Linked DNA regions of Neogale vison: region 2 is linked to region 1. Evidence: chromatin contacts called from public Hi-C data. All regions are on one chromosome and are shown on one strand. Each heading gives the region's core, a stretch centred on a gene start, on an enhancer-like site or on the middle of the called end of the contact. The rest is flanking DNA. Distances are from core to core; before and after follow the strand shown.

What was found. Hi-C and Micro-C count contacts between places; a contact is called where the count stands out from the background.
Region 2: a contact with region 1 is called in a Hi-C map of muscle, with 17 times the contacts expected there. The contact joins the promoter of QKI here to the enhancer-like site in region 1. A contact is called at or near these places in 2 of 3 Hi-C or Micro-C datasets (fibroblasts and muscle).

The regions. Positions count from the first base shown.
Region 1 is chr1:4,524,211-4,526,910 of ASM_NN_V1, forward strand. No RefSeq gene overlaps it. Among named protein-coding and RNA genes, the nearest start is that of QKI, 650 kb to the right of the region's middle. Within about 2 kb of position 1,276, the one cell type or tissue checked has open chromatin away from gene starts, as enhancers often do. A contact at or near this core is called in fibroblasts, where this site is marked.
Region 2 is chr1:5,172,990-5,175,689 of ASM_NN_V1, forward strand. It overlaps QKI (protein quaking), which reads right to left and starts at 1,324. Exons shown (of 8, transcript XM_044242560.1): 1 at 1,119-1,324. The coding sequence starts at 1,260.

The DNA.
Region 1 (2,700 bases), core at 26-2,525:
GCACAGGGCACAGAAGGCTCCGTCCCGGGCCACGGGCGCGCCAAGAGACACCAGGGGAGAGGGTGGGGGTCGGGGAGCGGACTCTGCAGCACGTGCTTTGCTGAGGGAGGAGGGCGGCTCCGGCCGGGTCCCGCCGGCCACCAGGGGGAGCCGGGGCCACGTGTGTCCGCAGTCCCGGGGTCCCCAGACCCGGCAGAAGGAGTCGGGGACGGCCCGTCCACGCGCAGCACAGCCCGCCTGGGCCGTCGGGCGCGCAGCAGCGCAGTGGGGGGGAAGTGCCCCCGCGGACCCCGGACTCCTGGACGGCGCGGCCTCGCGTGGGGTCCCCAGCTCGCGGCCACAGAGGCCGGCCCGGCGCCGTGGAGGGGCCTGGCTGCCGGGCCTCGCGGGTCCCGCTCACAGCACGTGGAGGCGTTTCCGAGGGACAGAACGAAGTCGATCGTTCAGACACGACCGGGCCGCTCGGGGCTGGTCGCTGTGAACCGGGGCCCGACCGGGACGCGGGGGCGGGACGCCCGGGAGCCGCCGCCTCTCCCGTGGGGCAGAGGCCGTTCCCGAAGCTTTAACCACACACGACACCCGTCGCCTCGGTCGCAGGAAAGCGGAGGGTGAACTCGGAGCCGCATTGACAGTATTGACCCGTTCTGGCCCCAAATGCGTTACCTCCGCGCTGTGCGATGGAAGCCCCCCCGCCCCCAAGAGAAAGACACCGAGTCTTGGCGTCGCTGCCGGACACCACCCGCTTCCGGAGCAGGCGCGTCCGTCCCGGGCAGACCCGGGGGACCACGGACACCCGCAGCCCCGAGAGTACCCGGTCGGGGCGGGGGAGGTCCGGGGGCCGCAATCCCTCTTCCCGTGGGGGGACACGGGCAGCTGGGAAGGCGGCGGTCCCCGGCCCTGCTCTGACGCGGCCCCGCGTGCGCGTCCTGGCGAGCCCGAGCGCACGACAGAAAAACAAGCCGCGCTCCGTCCCCCGCTCCCTCGGCAGGAATTTGGCTGGAGATGAAGGTTTGATCTTTGAGTAATAACATTCTCGGTGTCCAGCCGAGCGCAGCCAAGGGAAATAAACACGTCGGCTTCTGAACCTGGCTTCGCCGTGGACTGACGCGGCCGCTGACAAAGGCTGAACCTCTTGCTGCCTCGGGGCCCTCCTCTCCAACGATGACCCATAGTTTCAACCCAAACAACTTCAATACATTAATACTGCTCGGCCACAGAGCCCAGCATTCACGATGTGAATGTTTAACCAAGGTGACGCTCTTTCACAATCGGTGCTATTTTGGTCCTAAGCATGCTTCCAGCCTTCACAGTTATATGGAAATTAAATACCCTTTAAAGGGGAAGGAAAAGAATGATGTGTGCACAGAAGAAATCCAGTCTCACGGGCCATGCCTTTGAGGGCCTTGCCAAGACTAAGGCGGCAAATATTCTGAGTCTTTGTTTGAGAAAAGTCCTGCTTAATGTGCCTCGCTTGGGTCCAACAGTGCAGAGCCCGTCTTAGCACCGGGGTCCCTTTGACTGCCTTGGCCTCAAACTCTCACCAGCAGAAATAATGTAGGATTGAACATCCCGGGCACTGCTCAAGAACTGTCTGTCCCCCTGAAAGGACAGCGCAAGAGGCAAGTGAAAATGGAACTATTCGCCAGTTGAATTATACTTTCTAGTTAACTGTTTGAGAAGGTTTAGCTAAAACAGGTCAGGACAGGGGCTCTTAACTAGGGTTGAAACAAGACGGATTCATAATCACTCATCCTGAGGGGAATCATTGTCTGAAAAAAGAAGTTTCTGGAATTCCTATGCAATGCATACATTCCAGAAATAATCCCGATTTACTCAAAATAAATACACTTTTTGAAATACTTTACTGATTTATTTGACAGACAGAGATCACAAATATTCAGAGAGGCAGGCGGGAGGGGTGGGGAGAAGGTTTCCCGCTGAGCAGAGAGCCCGATGCGGGGCTCCATCCTAGGATCCAGAGATCATGACCTGAGCCGAAGGCAGAGAGGCTCAACCCAGTGAGCCACTCAGGTGTCCCCAAAATAAATACACTTTACATTTGGGAGAAAACTTTGTGGATATCTTAGAATCCTCCCAGCTGCTGTAAAAGACAAATCTGTCCCCATATTATCCTGGCACCATACTGGCCTATGCACTGGTCCAGCACATGTGCCCTTGGTCTGTGGGCAGCCTTCATGGTCTTGAGCTCCTTCCCCGCCATGGTTGTGCCTTTCGGCAGGATCTCAGAGTCTTCTGCACCTAGACAGCAGATGCGGGAGGAGAGGGCCAATAGGAGCTCCTGGCTTCCTAACTACGATGCTGTGGGAATGGCAGCCATCGCTCTGCTATACTCCAGTGGTCAGAACTCATCCCAAGACCCCAAGTACATGCAAAAGAGGCTGAGAAATGTAAGGTAGTCTCCAGCTTGGCTGCATTTCTCCGAGATAACTCTTTGTCTTGGACGGGAGGGCTGACTCGTCGCAGATGGGTCTCTACTTCTGCCACAGAGCCATCTTGCGTTGGGGAGCCCCAGGCAGGGACTTTTCAATAACAGACTTGACAATAGCATCAATCAATGTCTTTGGAGTCCTTCCAGCAACCAAGAGCTCCCTAACTTGCAGGAAAATCTATTTAATCTTTGAGAAAGAACTAATTGTAAGGAAGTCCTTATATCGAGCTACGGTATTTTGTCACGCAATT
Region 2 (2,700 bases), core at 74-2,573, 650 kb after region 1:
AAACCCCTGGCTACTCGATTTTCAAGACAGACTTTTTTGTTGGTCATTTTTCCCTCTCCAGGCGCTCGCAGAAATGCACAGCTCCGAGAATTCAGCAATCCAGAGCCACGCCACCAGAACTTGTTAAAGAAATTCCAGAGTTGGCCAAAATTAATCTTCTTGTCCTGCTTCGCAACGCTCAGCTCTCCACCAACGAAGCGTTGCAGAAACTTTTACTCGCGTCCACTCTCGCCCTCGCACACGTCCTCGGCTCCTGCGCGGCGAAGGCGGGCGGCGGCGTCCTCGGGCGGCAGCTCTCCGCCGGAGTTCTCTCCAGTCGGGACTGCGTCTACACTCGTCCTCGCGGTATTTCGTGCTCACACACCCCCCCCCGCCCGAAGTGAAGTTAAACTCCCGAACAGTTCTCGCTTCCCCAAACAAAAGGACAAAAAGTGCTTTCCGCTGTCATTTTGTCCTGGCCTCCGGCTAAATCAGCGCTACTTTCGCTCTCCTATGGAATTCCTTTAAATCACCCAGCCCCGCGCTACTCCCCTCGAGTGTCTGCGAGCTGCACAAACTCCAAAAAAGCAAAAGGCCCGCTGGATCCTCCACTTTGGGAACCGGCGGCGTCCTCCGGGAGAGACCCCTCCGGGAGCGCCCCGGGGCCGATGTCCTTCAGGCGCCCGCGGGGCGCGGGGCGGGCGAGGCCGGGCTCCTGTCGGGCAGGCCCGCGAAGCTCCCGGCCGTCGCGGTGCTCGCAGGCGCGGCTGGAAGCCGGGGCCGCGAGAGGGCTCGCCCTGCAGCCTTCCCCGGCGCACCAACTTGGGCGCCGGCCGCGCGAGGCCCGGGATCTCGGGTCCGGGGTCTCGGGTCCGGGGGCGGGGGGGGGGGAAGGGGGGCGAGCGTCCCGCCGGCGCGTCCCGCCCGCGCCCGCGGCCCCGACCCGCCCGCCGCCGCGCCCCGCGAGCCCGGCCTCGGCGCCGCCTCCATGCGCCCCGCCCGGGCCTCTCCGTCCCCGAGCGCACGGGCCCCGCCGGCCGCGACCTTCCCGCCCTCCCAACACGCTGGCGGGCGTCGGGTCCCGGGAAGAGGGGCCGCCGCCCGGGCGCGGGCCGCGAGGGGCCGCCGAGGAGACTCACCTTCGTCCAGCAGCCGCTCGAGGTGGTTGAAGATCCCGCAGAAGTTGGGCAGGCTGCTCATGAGCTTCTTGTCGTTCATCAGCTGCATCAGGTAATCTGGGGTGGGCTTCGGCTTCTCCTTCGTTTCCATTTCCCCGACCATATTCCAGGCTCCGCAGCTCACTCCGCCCGCCGCCGCCGCCGCCGCCGCCGCCGCCGCCGGAGAGGAGGGAGGGGCGGGGAGCCCCGGCCGCCGGCCGCTCGGGACTCGGCGTCCCGCTCCGCTCCGCTCCCGCGCCGGGCGCCGGGGCGGCCGGTCCGCGCGCTCGCCGCGCTCTCCCCGCCCCCGCAGGCACTTTCCGCCCGCGGCCCGACGCGCTCCCGGCCCGCCGCCGCTCCTCGGCCGCCGGCTCGGCGCGTCCCTCACGAGGCCGGCGGGCGGGAGGCGGGTCTCCGCGGGCCGAGTGCGGGCGCGGGCCGCTCGGCGCCGGACGAGGAGGAGCCGGGCCGCCGCCGCTCGCTCGGCTGGTCGCGCCCGCTCAGCCGCCGCCGCCGCTTCTGCCGCGGGCTCGGGGTCTCTCTGGGCTGGTCCCCGCCGCGGCCGCCTCTGCCGCTGCCGCCGCGCTCTGACTCCGCTCCTCCTCTTCCTCCTCCTCCTCGCCTCCTCCTCCTCCTCCTCACTCACTTGGCGGCGGAGTTCGCCTCAGTTCAGGCGGCGCTGCCAGCGGCGGCGGCGGCGCGGGGGGAGGGGCGGCGGCGCGGGGAGGGCCGGGGGCGGGCGGCGGGCGGGGCCGCGCAGGGCGGCCGTTAGCGGGGCCCGGCCGGCGCGCTCCTCCTCCCGCCACCGCCCCCCGCAGCCCCCGGCCCGGGCGCCGCCGCGGCCGCCGCCGCCGCCACGACGTCTCCCTCCGGCGGGGTGCGTGATGGAGGCGGCGCCCGGCGAGCCCGGCCTGGGCGCCGGGCTGGGGTCTCCGCCGGGGCGGGCGACAGAGGCGGGAGGGACGGGTGCGGGGTCGACGGGTGGGGGAGGGCGCCGGGTGGCGGTGCTTGCGACTGGGGCGGGGGCGAGGGCCGCGCCGCTTCGCGCTCCCCGCCGCCGGGCCGGCTCGTCTGGCGGGCGCGGTCGGGCTGTGGCGTTGGGTGAGAGGGATTGCATGCGGGCCGCGCCAGGGCTGCGCTCGCCACCGCACGGCCCCATCCTCTCCTGCGTTACTACAGTTTTTTTTAAAGAATCCTCTCGTCCGTTCTCACCCCCCACCCCAAAGAAAAGAATTTTTTTTTAACGTCCTGTTGCTTCACGGGGGACTTTCGGGGTGGGCATCACGTGGCCCGACACGTAGCCGTAAGGCCCGAGAGCGCGTGCGCGCGTCGAGTCCGGCGGCCACGCCCCTTCCGAGGGTCGCTCCGCCCCTGCCGGGGCCCCGCGAGCGAAGGGGGAGGGGCAGGGCCTGCCGCGCGCCTGCGTGGGGCGGGCCGGGGCCTGGGCGGGGGCTGGCGCGGGGGCGCGCCGTGGGGGGAGGGTTGGAACGGCAGGGCCGTCGGACCCCCAAATGGCGGGGTGGGGGCTAGAAGCTGCGGAATCTTCGTTCCCGGGTGTCGAGTT